Linked DNA regions of Macaca mulatta: region 1 is linked to region 2. Evidence: chromatin contacts called from public Hi-C data. All regions are on one chromosome and are shown on one strand. The core of a region is the stretch at or near the end of the contact, and the rest is flanking DNA. Distances in the headings are between cores, read along the strand shown.

Region 1 (7,631 bases), core at 2,302-4,801, 350 kb after region 2:
AATTTTTGTATTTTTAGTAGAGATGGGGTTTCGACATGTTGGCCAGGCTGGTCTTGAACTCCCGACCTCAAGTGATTCCTGTCTCGGCGTACCAAAGTGCTGGGATTATAGGTATGAGTCACTGCGCCCAGTCTGTTCCTCTATTTTCTGAGGAGTTTGTGTAAGATGGGTACTGTTTCTTCCTCAAACGTTTAAAGAGAGCAAAGAACAGAGGAGATAAATAGAAAATAGCACTAAGAAGTCAGGCATGGTGGCTCACACCTGTAATCCCAGCACTTTGGGAGGCCGAGATGGGATGAAAGCTTGAGGCCAGCCATTTGAGACCAGCCTGGGCAACATAGTGAGATCCTGTCAATACAAAAAAATAAAACAGTTAGCTGGGTATGCTGGAGTAGTCCCAGCTACTTGTGAGGCTGAGGCTAGAGGACTGCTTGAGCCCAGGGGTTCAAGGCTGCAGTGAGCCTTGATTGTGCCATTGTACTCTAGCTTGGGCAACAGTGTGAGTCCCTGTCTCAAAAATTAAAAAAGAAAAAAAGAAAATAGCACTAAAATGGTAGCCCCATACTCCAACTGTACAATAATTAAAGTTAAAAGCATTCAGTAGAGAAAGGAAGCCTATTTCAACAAGTGGAGACAGAATACCTGGATTTCCATACAGGAAACATACCAGAGACTGACTTCTACACCTCACACCATAAACAATTCATTTTAAGAATTAATTAATGGCTCAAGGACGTTAGTGTAAAACTTACAACCATAAAGGTCCTAAAAGAAAATATAGTATCTTCATGATTCTGGGGTAAAAAAAAAAAAATGTCCTAAACAGGACAAGGCAAATACTGAACCTAAAAAAGACAAATCCACTCCTCTTAAGATACTGTAAACTCTGTAAAGCAAACAAATAGGCAAGCAACAGATCAGAAGAAAACATTCAGGACACATGTATCTGATAAAGGACTTGTATCCAAAATGTATAAAGCAGTCCCACAACTGAAGCATAAAAACAAACAAAAGACCAAAATAACAGGCAAGACTTGAAGAGCTACTTTACAAACAAAATACGAATGGCCAATAGGCACATGAAAAAATGCTGAACATCCTTAGTCAACAGAGAACTGTAAATTACAACCACAAGGATATACCACATTAGAAAGACTGACAATACCCAATGTCCGGAAGGCTGTGGCACAACCATAATAACTCCCATACCTTGCTAGTTGGAGTGTAAAATGGTACAACCGCTCTGGAAAACTCAGAGCTTCTGATAAAGTTCAAAATACATCTACTTTTTATTTCCAAACTCGCAATTCCCCTCCTAAGTACTTCTCCAAGAAACACAAAAACATATGATCACAAAAACAATTGTACAAGAATGTTTATAGCAGCTTTATTTCATAACCCCAAATGGAAACAACTCAAAAGGCCATCAAAAGAACGGATATACAATCGATGGGCTATACTAAATGAAAAGGAGCAAAATACTGATATATACAACTACATGAACGAATGTCAGACAGCACATTGAAGGACAGAAGCCGACAAAAAGGAGCACATAATGTATGATTTTTTTTTTTTTTTGAGACAGAGTTTCGTTCTTGTCGCCCAGGCTGGAGTGCAGTGGCACGATCTTGGCTTACTGCAACTTCTGCCTCCCGGGTTCAAGCGATTCTCCTGCCTCAGCCTCCCGAATAGCTGGGATTACAGGCGCCCACCACGCCCAGTTAATTTTTGTATTTTTTAGTAGAGACGGGGCTTCACCATGTTGGCCAGGCTGGTCTGGAACTCCTATCCTCAAGTAATCCGCCTGCCTCAGCCTCCCAAAGTGCAGGCGTGAGCCACCGCGCCCAGCCTGATTCCATTTTATATGAAGTTCTCCAACAGGCAAAATGGTTATAGAGATCAAAATAAAGGTGGGGTCGGGAATCGACTGGGAAGAGGGGCGATGAAACGCTTCTGGGACGATGAAATGGGTCTCTGACTTGGTAGGCATCACGCAGTGGTTAGGGCCAAAACTCATCTTCCTGTACACTTGGTCTGTGCACTGCGCTGTGTGTAAATGCCACCTCGATTTAGGAAAAAGATGACGTATGTACGGCACAAAGTGCCCGGTATGCGGCAGGTGCATGGGGAGAAACTGCGGAATGAAACAACAGCGAGCTAAGAGATGGGTAACCGGCAGAAATGAATTCGAGTTCCGCCTCCTACCGGGAAGAACCGGCTCGGGTCGGAGGGCTGCACGGAGGACCACACGGACGCCTGCGGGCCCGCCCCTTCCGCTTCACGACGTTCGGCCTGCGTCTGGAACTGGAATGGCCTAGCCCAAAGCCAGATAACAGGTAGATTGTTTTTCCGACAGATTATCAAACGATCCATTATTGCACTCTTTCAAAATTTGATTATCAGACGTACCCATTCTTTTTTTTTTTCCTCCGGAAAGATGAGATGTACTCATTCTTGAAAATACCCCCCGGGCTTGCCTTCTGCACACTTCTTTCCCTCCCTGTCTCACGCCATGGTAGCGTCCGCCTAGGTTGCAGGCGACCCGCGGGGTGGGGCACACCATTCAAAGAAGGGGAGGGATTGAGGTTTGCATCAAAACAAATACCCCTGCCTTTGCAAAGGCCATAACCAAGTAATCCAGAAAAAAAAAGTGCGGGCGGAGAATAGCAGCCTCCCTCTGCAAGTAAAAGGAACCGGCCTAAAGGACATTTTTTCTCTCTCTCCTCCCCTCTCATCGGGTGAATAGTGAGCTGCTCCGGCAAAAAGAAACCGGAAATGCTGCTGCCACAAGCAGAAATGTAAATGTGGAGCCAAACAATAACAGGGCTGCCGGCCCTCTCAGATTGAGATGGTCCTCCTCGGCCTGGCGGGCAAACCCCTCGTTTAGCATTTCTCACTTCCACGACTGACAGCCTTCAATTGGATTTTCTCCATCTAGCGGAGCCAAGGGCTGGCTGGAAAGATCGCTGCAGGAAGGACAAAGGTCCGGAAGTTGTGGGACCTTAGCAGCTTGGGCTCCCCGGATCACCTCCAAATGATCATTTCGGAATGGAGCCCGAGGTTTCACTAGAATGCCATGGGCTCCAAAATATACAGCCATGAGTTCTCAATGTTTCGAGATCCAAAAGTCTCAGATCTCAATGCTTTGTGCATCTTCTATTTCAGGGATTCCCTACGCCTAGCAACGGGTAGATGGGCAAAGGAGTACCCTTTAGGCCGGCTCAAGGTTCCCCAAAGCTCCACTTCTCTGCCTAGGCGTTCAACTTTGAGTTCGGATGGTCCTAACATCCCCACCATCTACACCCAGGTCTCCCAACAATGCAACTCCTATGTTGATCCCTCTAGCCAAGCTTCCATCCCACTCACCCCCAAACTCGCTAAGTCCCCACTGCCCCACCCCCAGCCCCAGCGATTCTCCCGAGCTGAAAATACACGGAGCCGATAGCCCGTGACTCAGAGAGGACTCATCAAGTTCAGTCAGGAGCTTACCCAATCCTCAGGGAAGCGTGTCACCGTCTTGGAAAGCACGCTCCCAGCCCGGACGCCAAGTGTTCCCGGAGCCCCGCAGCTACCTGCTGCCTGGATGGTGGCTCTAGACTTTTGAGAAGCTCAAAACTTTTAGCGCCAGTCGAGCACATGGGAGGGGAAAACCCCAATCCCATCAACCCCTGCGAGGCTCCTGGCACAAAGCTGGACAGTCGCCATGACAAGTAAGGGCAAGTAATCCGCCCGCTGGAGGAAGCAAAGGAAATGGAATTGGGGAGGAGGGTGCAGAGAGAGTCAGGATTCTCGCCGAACTGGTGCCGTAGATACTAACATTTTGGGGTGGAAAATTCTACAAGCCAGAGCTGTGAGGGCAGAATTGGTGGAAACCATTTTGGAGGAATCCTGCGCTGTGTCAAATATGAAGGGAAGAAAGCTTTTGCGTTTGCTCTCAGCTGGATCCTTTCTTTTCAACAGCTAAAATGTCATTTTTTAGGAAGGCTTTCCTTAATATCTCACGCTAACGTTTTCTCCCACATACTTTGTATCACACCATCTTGTTTAATCTTCACAATACTTATCACTCTGAAAATATTTGTTAATTGCTTTCAGTACATGGAAACGTAAGCTTTATGAGGATATAGAATTTTTCTACTATCTTATTTATTGTTGTATTCCTCAGTGCCTATATCAGTCCTGGGTAGCAAGTAAGAGCTCGATAATAAATACTTTTTGAATGAAGGAAGAGAGAAAGGTCTGGAGCCTGGAGAACGAGATGAAAAGAGGTGCAAGACCTGCAGCGCCCTCTGCAGGCGGCGGGGGATGGTGCAGGTGCTTTAAGAATTACCGCGGGACTCGGTAGGGGGAGCGCAGGCGCTTCTCCCCAAGATAGAAGAGTTTAGACTACAACTCCCAGCAGCCACGAGAAGCCCTAGGGCTTGATGGGAACGGGAAACCTTATAACCTTTCACGTCCCGGCTCCGCGGGTTCCGTGGGTCGCCCGCGAAATCTGATCCGGGATGCAGCGGCCCAATCGGAAGGTGGGCCCAAATCCCGCGACAGCAAGAGGCTCGTAGCGACCTGCGGTGCTAAGGAACGCAGTGCTTTCAAAATTGGCGTCCGCTGTTCGCCTCTCCTCCCGGGAGTCTTCTACCTCCTCCCAGAAGAGGAGGGAAGCACAGGTGGGTTTCATTAGCTCTGCATCGGATCCCTGAGAACTTCGAAGCCATCCTGGCTGAGGCTAATGTCCGCTGTGCTTCCTCTGCAGTATGAAGACTTTGGAGACTCAACCGTTAGCTCCGGACTGCTGTCCCTCAGACCAGGATCCAGCTCCGGCCCATCCTTCTCCCCACGCTTCCCCGATGGATAAAAATGCGGACCCTGAACTGATGCCACCGCCTCTCGAAAGGGAGGATCCGCCCCGGTTGTCCCCAGATCCTGTGGCTGGCTCAGCTGTGCCCCAGGAGCTAGGGGAGGGGGACCCAGTTTCTCTCTCCACTCCCCTGGAAACAGAGTTTGGTGCTCCTAGTGAGTTGAGTCCTCAAATCGAGGAGCAAGAACTTTCTGAAAATACGAGACTTCCTGCAGAAGAAGCAAACGGGAGCCTTTCTGAAGAAGAAGCGAACAGGCCAGAGTTGGGGTCTGAAGAAGCCATGGAAGATGCCTCTGGGGAACCCGCTGCAGAGGACGAGGGAGACACGTAAGTGGTGATGGCAGTGGAGTGTGGAGTCTGGGGAGATGAAGTGTGAGGTCGACCTGTCCTCTGGTCCTCAGAACCACTTCTCTAGGCCCCTGCCTCCGTTGCTTGGCGACCCAGGTTTGTTGTCCCCCATCTTCCTTTCAGTGCTTGGAACTACAGCTTCTCCCAGCTGCCTCGATTTCTCAGTGGTTCCTGGTCAGAGTTTAGCACCCAACCTGAGAACTTCTTGAAAGGCTGTAAGTGGTAAGGATAACAACGGGGCAGGGAGCTGACCACCCCCAAGATTTTCACCGTAGAACAGTCCGGTTATCTAGGAGAGGGATGCCCCAGAGCTGGGAGAAGGAGCACGTAGCCCTTTTAGACTGAACTTACATTTTATCTAGCAGTGTGTGTCTTCTCCTTCCCTCAAGGATTCAGGGGAGGCTTACCTACCCCAGAGGTAGGCTCAGCCCTAGACCTACACTTGAAAAGCATAGGTCTGGCCAGCTTTGTAACTCTTTCCTGTTTCTAGGGCTCCTGACGGTTCCTGCATCTTGACCAATAGTGCTGATAACATCTTGCGAATTTATAACCTGCCCCCAGAGCTGTACCACGAGGGGGAGCAGGTGGAATATGCAGAAATGGTAAGGACTGGGGCTAACTCGGCCTCTTCCTCAGTGCTACACATTTAAGTCCTTCATGGAGATGGAGAAAGTGTAGTCCAAGTGCTTCCTGTTCACAAACGGGACTGTTTTTCAAGATGTTTCCACGTGTAGCGTTTTCTGCCCTGAATTCTGAAGTTATTTAGAGAGACGTTTCCCCTTTCTTTAATTAGGAATCTGTGTTTTTCGCTAAAAAGTAGTGAATTTCTTGTGGCAGTATATATGTATTTATATTTATTATTTTTTTGAGACAGGGTCTTGCTCTGAAACCCAGGCTGGAGTGCCGTAGTGCGATCTCAGCTCACTGCAACCTCTGCCTTCTGGGTTCAAGCGATTCTCCTGCCTCAGTCCCCGGAGTAGCTGGTACTTCAGGTGCATGCCATCACACTCGACTCATTTTTGTATTTTTAGTAGAGATGGGGTTTCGCCATGTTGGGCAGGCTGATATCAAATTCCTGACCTCAGATGATCCGCCCACCTTGGCCTCCCAAAGTGTGAGGATTACAGGCGTGAGTCACCGTGCCCGGCCTATAGATATTTATTGATTGACTACTGATACATGTTAGTCACCGTGCTGGGATAAAGTGGTGGACAAGACAGATGAAAGGCTGGTTTGCTTTCTCTGTGGGAGATAGACAACAAATACGTAAACCAGCAGGCATCAGGACCAAGATGATAATAAATGCTCTGAAGGAAATACACAGAATGAAGAGAGACTAACTAGAGGAAAGCACATTGCATAAAATGGTCAGGAAGGAGCTCTCTGACAAGGAGGCATTTCAACTAAGACCTGAAGGAGGATAAGGGGTCAGTCAAGTGAACACTTCCGGAAAGAGCTTTCCAGAAACTGGCAATGATAGTATAAACACCCAGAACTGGGAAATAGCTTTGTGTGTTAAAAGACCAGAAAGGCCTGGCACGGTGGCTCACACCTGTAATCCCAGCTACTTGGGAGGCCGAGGTGGGCAGATCACTTGAGGCCAGAAGTTCAAGACTAGCCTGGCCAATATGGTGAAACCCCATCTCTACTAAAAATACAAAAATTAGCTGCATGTAGTGGCACATGCCTGTAATCCCAGCTACTCGTGTGGCTGAGGCAGGAGAATCTCTTAAACTCGGGAGAGGTGGAGGCTGCAGTCAGACAAGACTGTACCACTGCACTTCAGCCTGGGCGACAGAGTGAGACTCCATCTCAAAAAACAACAAAACAGACCAGGCTCGGTGGGTCACACCTGTAATCCCGGCACTTTGGGAAGCTGAGGCAGGCAGATCACCTGAGGTCAGGAGTTCGAGACCAGGCTGGCCAACATGGCAAAAACCCGTCTCTACAAAAATACAAAAATTTGCTGGATGTGATGATGGGTGCCTGTAATCCCAGCTACTTGAGAGACTGAGGCAGGAGAATCACTTGAACCCGAGAGGTGGAGGTTGCAGTGAGCCGAGAGAGCCATTGCACTCCATCTCAAAACAAACAAACAAACAAACACAAAATAAAAAACCCAGAATGCTAGTATAGCCAGACTGAGGCAAGTGAGGGAGATAGCGGGGCGAGGACAGAGAAGAGCAGCCACGTTGTGTTGGGTCTTATGGGTAAGGCATTTGGAGTTTATTTGGGAAGTCATGAGAGAGGGTTTTTTTTTTTTTTTGAGATGAGTCTTCCTCTTGTTGCACAGGCTGGAATGCAGTGGCGTGATCTTGGCTCACTGCATCTTCTGCCTCCTGGGTTCAAGTGATTCTCCTGTCTCAGCCTCCTGAGTAGCAGAGATTATAGGCATGTGCCACCATGCCTGGCTAATTTTTTTTTTTTT
Region 2 (6,591 bases), core at 105-2,604:
TAGAGGAGCTGAGTGGGGAGGTTCTAGGGGATTCAGGGTCACATGAACAAGATCCCATGCCTGCTGCAAGAAAGCCATGAACTCAAACTCTTCTCTCCAGATGAAACCCTGGGACTTCGATGGACTCAAGAAAAGGAAAGCAAACAATGGAAACGGGCTGGTTGGGGGCAGAGTGGGGGCAACCTTCCCTTCCTGGCCACCCTATGAGTGGACGATCAAGAGCAGAAGAGCAAGGGTCTGGGAGCTGTGAATCGGGTGCTCAGGCTGGGCCTGCTCAGTCGTTGAGGAGAGGGGAGGAGGAAGGGGAGTTCACACACAGGAGCTATGAATATGAGGGCAGAGCGAAGAAAGCTGGGAGCAGTCCGGGGCACTGGACTCCACAGGAGCCTAGCATCACGAGAAGGCCCAAGCTGCTGCAGGATGACAATGAGTGATGCAATTAATTTAGTGAACCAGCGGATTACAGTGGCTCGCGCCAGTAAACCCAGCACTTTGGGAGGCCGAGGTGGGTGGATCACCTGAGGTCAGGAGTTCAAGACCAGTCTGACCAACGAGGTGAAACCCCGTCTCTACTAAAAATATGAAAAATTAGTGGGGCGCCGTGGCAGGCACCTGTAGTCCCAGCTCCTCGGGAGGCTGAGACAGGAGAATTGCTTGAACCCAGGAGGTGGAGGTTGCAGTGAGCCGAGATCGCGCCACTGCACTCCAGCCTGGGTGACGGAGGGAGACTCCGTCTCAATAATTAATTAATCAATCAATCAATCTAGTGAAGCATGAATTTTTTTTTTTTTTTTTTTGAGACGGAGTCTGGCTCTGTCGCCCAGGCTGGAGTGCAGTGGCCAGATCTCGGCTCACTACAAGCTCCGCCTCCCGGGTTCCCGCCATTCTCCTGGCTCAGCCTCCCGGGTTGCTGGGACTACAGGCGCCCGCCACCTCGCCCGGCTAGTTTTTTGTATTTTTTAGTAGAGACGGGGTTTCACCGTGTTAGCCAGGATGGTCTCGATCTCCTGACCTCGTGATCCGCCCGTCTCGGCCTCCCAAAGTGCTGGGATTACAGGCTTGAGCCACCGCGCCCGGCCAGCATGAATTTACTGCTATCACTTTCCTCACTTCATACAGCCCTGGAGGAAGGGGCTATCATTCCCATCTTCCAGATGAGAAAACTGAGGAATCGGAGAGCTCGTCCAGGGGCACACAACCTCTAAGTGACAGAGCCAGGATTTGAACCTAGATCTGCCAGGCCCCCAAGACTCAACCAAGAAGAGAGAAAGAAACAGAGGCTAGGGCCCCAAGAGGAAGGAGCTGGCAGATCGCCTCTGAGGGCGGGGCTGTGGCTTCTCTGATCTCAGGCCCCCATCCTCCGCCCAGGCCCCACCCCTGCCCCTCCCAGCACTGCCTGGAAGTGTGGGGCGAGAGCTCCTCCTAGGACACCCCTTTCCCCTTGGGGAAAGAATTGTGCCCCCCAGGCCCTTCCCCGTGGAGGTCCCTCTTCTCCTTCCCCATCATCTCCACCTCCTGGGACAGAAAGTGCCTCCACCTGCATCCCCAGGCGTCCGGCCTCCAGGGCCCGCTGGCCCCACAGCAGGCAAGCTGAGATGACGGTCAAGCTGGATTTCGAGGAGTGTCTCAAGGACTCACCCCGTTTCCGGTAAGTGTGAACTGGTCTGGGGGCTAAGGAGGGAAAAGTCTAACACCCCCAGCACACACACACCTTTCCCCAGGCCAGATCTCCTTCCAGGGAGCAGGCCTCCAAGAGGCAGGAGCGAGCCTGTGGGCCAAAGTGGTACCCCAGCTATCAAAGCAGGGTACTCCAATGCTCTCCGGCCCTGCATGCTCCTTCTGGCTTCTGCAGTTTCCCTCAGCCCTAGAGCTGGCATTCCCTCTGGCCTCTCAGTGGGACCCCTGCCCTTCCCCCAGCACCTGCTCTGGGGCGGTTAGCAACTTCCTGCCCTGGCCACATCCACCCTCCTTCTACCCTTCCTGCTCTGGCCTGGGCTGTGGTAGCTCCCAGTCTGCAGAGCGGGCAGAGCACAAGTGGGCGGGTGGGGGGCGAGCCTCTCAACTCTGCAGCTTTCTCCTCCATACCCACCGCCCTGCGGCTCCATCCCGCCTGATGAGGCAGACAGACCAGACCGACCCAAGCTCTGTTCCCATGACCCCCTCTTTCCCAGAGCCTCTATTGAAATGGTGGAAGCCGACGTGTCAGAATTGGAGATCCGTCTGGAAAAGGTGACCCTGACATGGAGAGGTGACCCTGGAGTGGATTAGGTTGAGAGGGGTAGGGCCAGGGAGAAAGCTGGAGACAGAGAATGCGTTCCAGGGATTATTGAATACTGTGTAGGGGAAATATTTTGGAGACTCCAGAGAAGCAAAAAAAGGTGGTTCTGTACCCTCAAGAAGCTCAGGATCTTGGAAAACAAGACTTACTTCTGGGCCGGGCGTGGTAGCTCATGCCTGTAATCCCAGCACTTTGGGAGGCCAAGGCGAATGGATCGCCTGAGGTCAGGAGTTCGAGACCAGCCTGGCCAACATGGTGAAGCCCCATCTCTACTAAAAATGCAAAAATCAGCCAGGCGTGGTGGCGCCCATCTGTAGTTCCAGCTACTCAGGAGGCTGAGGCAGAGGAATCGCTTGAACCTGGGAGGCGGAGGTTGCAGTGAGCCAAGATCGCACCACTGCACTTCAGGCTAGGCGACAGAGCGAGACTCTGTCTTAACAAAAAAAGACTTACTTTTGGACTTCCTTGTTCAGCTTTTGAGCTCCTCCTGCATTGTGCCAGGCCCTGGGCATTCAGGGAGGGCAAGATCATTTCTGCTCCCATGAGCCCAAAGGCTGACTGGAAGACAAACCAGTGAAATGTTTCCATTCAAGACAGTAAGGTGTCCCCTGAGCACTCTATCAAATAGCATGTTCACACAGATACACGCACAAATGCTCTCTCATTCCCCTTACTTCGCTTTACTTTTCTCTGCAACATTTACCTCTGACACATTATGTATTTGCATGCTATGTGTTAGTTGGCTATTGCTGTGTACCAAATTGTCACAAATTTGGTGGGCAACATTGTTTTATGGACAACATGGTGAAACCTCATCTCTACAAATAATACTTTTATTTTTATTTATTTGAGACGGAGTCTTGCTCTGTTGCCCAGGCTGGAGTGCAGTGGGGCGATCTCAGCTCACTGGAACCTCCGCCTTCCAGGTTCAAGCGATTCTCCCACCTCAGCCTCCCAAGCAGCCGGGATTACAGGCATGCACCACCACACCCTGCTAATTTTTTTTTTTTTTTTTTTTAATTTTTAGTAGAGATGGGGTCTCACCATGTTGGCTAAGCTGGTCTTGAACTCCTGACCTCAAATGATCTACCTGTCTCAGCCTCCCAAAGTGCTGGGATTACAGGCGTGAGCCACCACACCCGGTCTACAAATAATGATATTAAACAACGGACTGGATGGGGTGGCCACAGCTGTAGTCCCAGATGCTTGAACTCCTGGGCTCAAGTGATCCTCCCTCCTCAACCTCCCCAGTAGCTGTGCTACAAGCACATGCCACCATGCCTGGCTTTTTTTTAATTTTATTTTTTTGTAGAGATGGTGTCTCCCTATGTTACCTAGGCTGGTCTGGAACTCCTGGACTCAAGTAATCCTCCCACCTCAGCCTCCCAAAGTGCTAGAATTACACGTGTGAGCCACCACACCTGGCCTGAATTTTTTATTGTGAGTAAATCATCGACTCAGGAGACTAGTAAGGAGAGGTCTCATGTACTCATCACCCAGTTTCCCCAGTGGTGACATCTTTAGTACATTATTAAAACCAGGAAATTAATATTGTCACATTACAATTAACAATAAACTCTGCCAGGCGCGGTGGCTCATGCCTGTAATCCCAGCACTTTGGGAGGCTGAGGCAGGCGGATCACGAGGTCAGGAGATCGAGACTATCCTGGCTAACGCCGTGAAATCCCGTCTCTACTATAAATACAAAAAATAATCCAGGTGTGGTAGTAGGCGCCTGTAGTCCCAGCTACTCGGGAGGCTGAAGTGGGAGAATGGCATGTACCTGGGAGGCGGAGCTTGCAGTGAGCTGAGATCGTACACTCCAACCTGGGCTACAGAGTGAGACTACGTCTCAAAAAACAAAAACAAACAAAAAAGCCCAGTAAACTCTAGCCAAGCGCAGTGGCTCACGCCTGTAATCCCAGCACTTTGGGAGGCTGAGGCAGGAGGATCACGAGGTCAGGAGTAGTTCCAGACCAGCCTGACCAACATGGTGAAATCCCATCTCTACTAAAAATACAAAAATTAGCGGCCGGGCGCGGTGGCTCAAGCCTGTAATCCCAGCACTTTGGGAGGCCGAGACGGGCGGATCACGAGGTCGGGAGATCGAGACCATCCTGGCTAACACGGTGAAACCCCGTCTCTACTAAAAAGTACAAAAAACTAGCCGGGCGAGGTGGCGGGCGCCTGTAGTCCCAGCTACTCGGGAGGCTGAGGCAGGAGAATGGCGTGAACCCAGGAGGCGGAGCTTGCAGTGAGCTGAGATCCGGCCACTGCACTCCAGCCTGGGCGACAGAGTGAGACTCCGTCTCAAAAAAAAAAAAAAAAAAAAAAAATACAAAAATTAGCCGGGTGTGGTGGCACGCACTTGTAATCCCAGCAATTTAGGAGGCTGAGGCAGGAGAATTGCTTGAACCCAGGAGGTGGAGGTTGCCGTGAGCCGAGATCGCGCCACTGCACTCCAGCCTGGGCGATAGAGCGAGACTCTATCTCTAAATAAATAAATAAACTCTATAGATCCTACTTCGATTTTACATTTTGCATATGCTCTTTTTTTGCGTTTTTGTGTATAATTCTATGGCACTTTATCACGTGTATGGATTCCTTTAACCATCACCACATACAAATGGACACAAAGAATTCCTTTACAGTGATACCCGATACCCTTCCCACACTGCTTTAATCTGTAGCAACCACTGATTTGTTCTCCATCTCTCTACTTTTGTAATTTCCAGAATGTTCCATAAATAGAATCATACAGTATGTGACCCTTTGAGATTTGGCTTTTTTCTCCCACTCAGAATAATGCTCCTGCCGGGTGTGGTGGCTCATGCCTGTCATCCCAACTACTCAGGAGGTCAAGGTAGGAGGGTTGTTTGAGGCCAGAAGCTTGAGACCAGCCTGGGCAACATAGCAAGATCCTTGTCTCTAAAAAATGCTTTGTTTTGTTTTTAAATTAGCCAGGTGTGGTGGTGTGTGCCTGTAGTCTCAGCTACTCAGGAAGCTAAGGTTGGAGGATCCCTTGAACCCAGGAGTTCAAGGCTGCAGTGAGCTGTGATCCCACCACTGTACTCCAGCCTGGGCGACAGAGATCCCAACTCTAAAAATAATACAAATTTTTTAAAAGATTAATGCTCTTGAAGTTTATCCAAGTTGTTGCACGTATCAACAGTTCATTCCTTTTTATTGCTGAGCACTGTTCTATTGTACAGATGTCCCAGTTTGTCACTAGTCCAGTCTTATGAAAGTTTCTTACTCATCTAAGGGGGAGGGGCTGAGACGGTAAGGAAAAAACTAGACAGAGTCCTCAGATTCACACAGTGATTTGCGAACATCCTTGTCCCTTGTCACAGACAACCCATGGTGATATATGGTAAGATTTGATCTTGGTCAGTCCAGGTACGGTGACTCACACCTGTAATCCCAGCACTTTGGGAGGCCAAGGCAGGTGGATCACCTGAAGTCAGGAGTTGGAGACCAGCCTGGTCAACATGGTGAAACCACATCTCTACTAAAAATACAAAAAATTAGCCGGGTGTGGTGGCAGGTGCCTGTAATCCCAGCTACTCGGGAGGCCGAGGCAGGAGAATTGCTTGAACCCAGGAGGCGGAGGTTGTGGTGAGCTGAGATCGTGCCACTGCACTCCAGCTTGGGCAACAAGAGTGAAACTCCGTCTCAAAAATAGAAAAATAAAAAGAGATGGGGTTCACTATGTTGGTCAGGCTGATGTCCAACTCCTGACCTCAGGTAATCCACCCACCTCAACCTTCCAAAGTGTTGGGATTACAGGTCTGAGCCACCTCACTTGGACTATCAGGTTTCTTTGTTTGTCAGTCAAAGGGACCAGACAGGATGGGCCCCAGGAGTACCCCAGCATTTCCTCTTGGTCCTGACCTGTGGTCTGCATGACGGATTAATATTTATGAGGGAACGTGCAGTGAGCACAGAATGGGACAACTCCTAGCAGTAAATACTATAGATTTTATTTATTTATTTATTTATTTATTTATTTATTTAGAGACAGAGTCTTGCTCTGTCACCCAGGCTGGAGTGCAGTGGTGCCATCTCGGCTCACTGCAGCCTTGACCTCCCAGATTCAGGCAGTCCTCCTGCCTTAGCTCCCCAGGTAACTGGGATTACAGGCACGTGGTGCCATCTTGGCTCACTACAGCCTCAGCTTCCTGGGTTCAAGCAGTCCTCCTGCCTTAGCCTCCCAAGTAGCTGGGATTACAGGCACGTGGGATTACAGGCACGTGCCACCAGGGCTGGCTAATTTTTGTATTTTTAGTAGAGATGGGGTTTCACCATGTTGC

The links. A called contact is a pair of places that touch in the nucleus more often than the background predicts.
Region 1: a contact with region 2 is called in a Hi-C map of blood, with 4 times the contacts expected there. The contact joins the promoter of TP53 here to the promoter of ACAP1 in region 2. A contact is called at or near these places in 3 of 14 Hi-C or Micro-C datasets (CD4 T cells, blood and liver).

The regions. Positions count from the first base shown.
Region 1 is chr16:9,176,097-9,183,727 of T2T-MMU8v2.0, forward strand. TP53 (tumor protein p53) reads right to left here and starts at 3,552. Exons shown (of 11, transcript NM_001047151.2): 1 at 3,490-3,552. WRAP53 (WD repeat containing antisense to TP53) reads left to right here and starts at 4,448. Exons shown (of 11, transcript NM_001260926.1): 1 at 4,448-4,664; 2 at 4,751-5,182; 3 at 5,327-5,425; 4 at 5,694-5,805. The coding sequence starts at 4,752.
Region 2 is chr16:8,829,904-8,836,494 of T2T-MMU8v2.0, forward strand. It overlaps ACAP1 (ArfGAP with coiled-coil, ankyrin repeat and PH domains 1), which reads left to right and starts at 1,355. Exons shown (of 21, transcript XM_077970189.1): 1 at 1,355-1,648.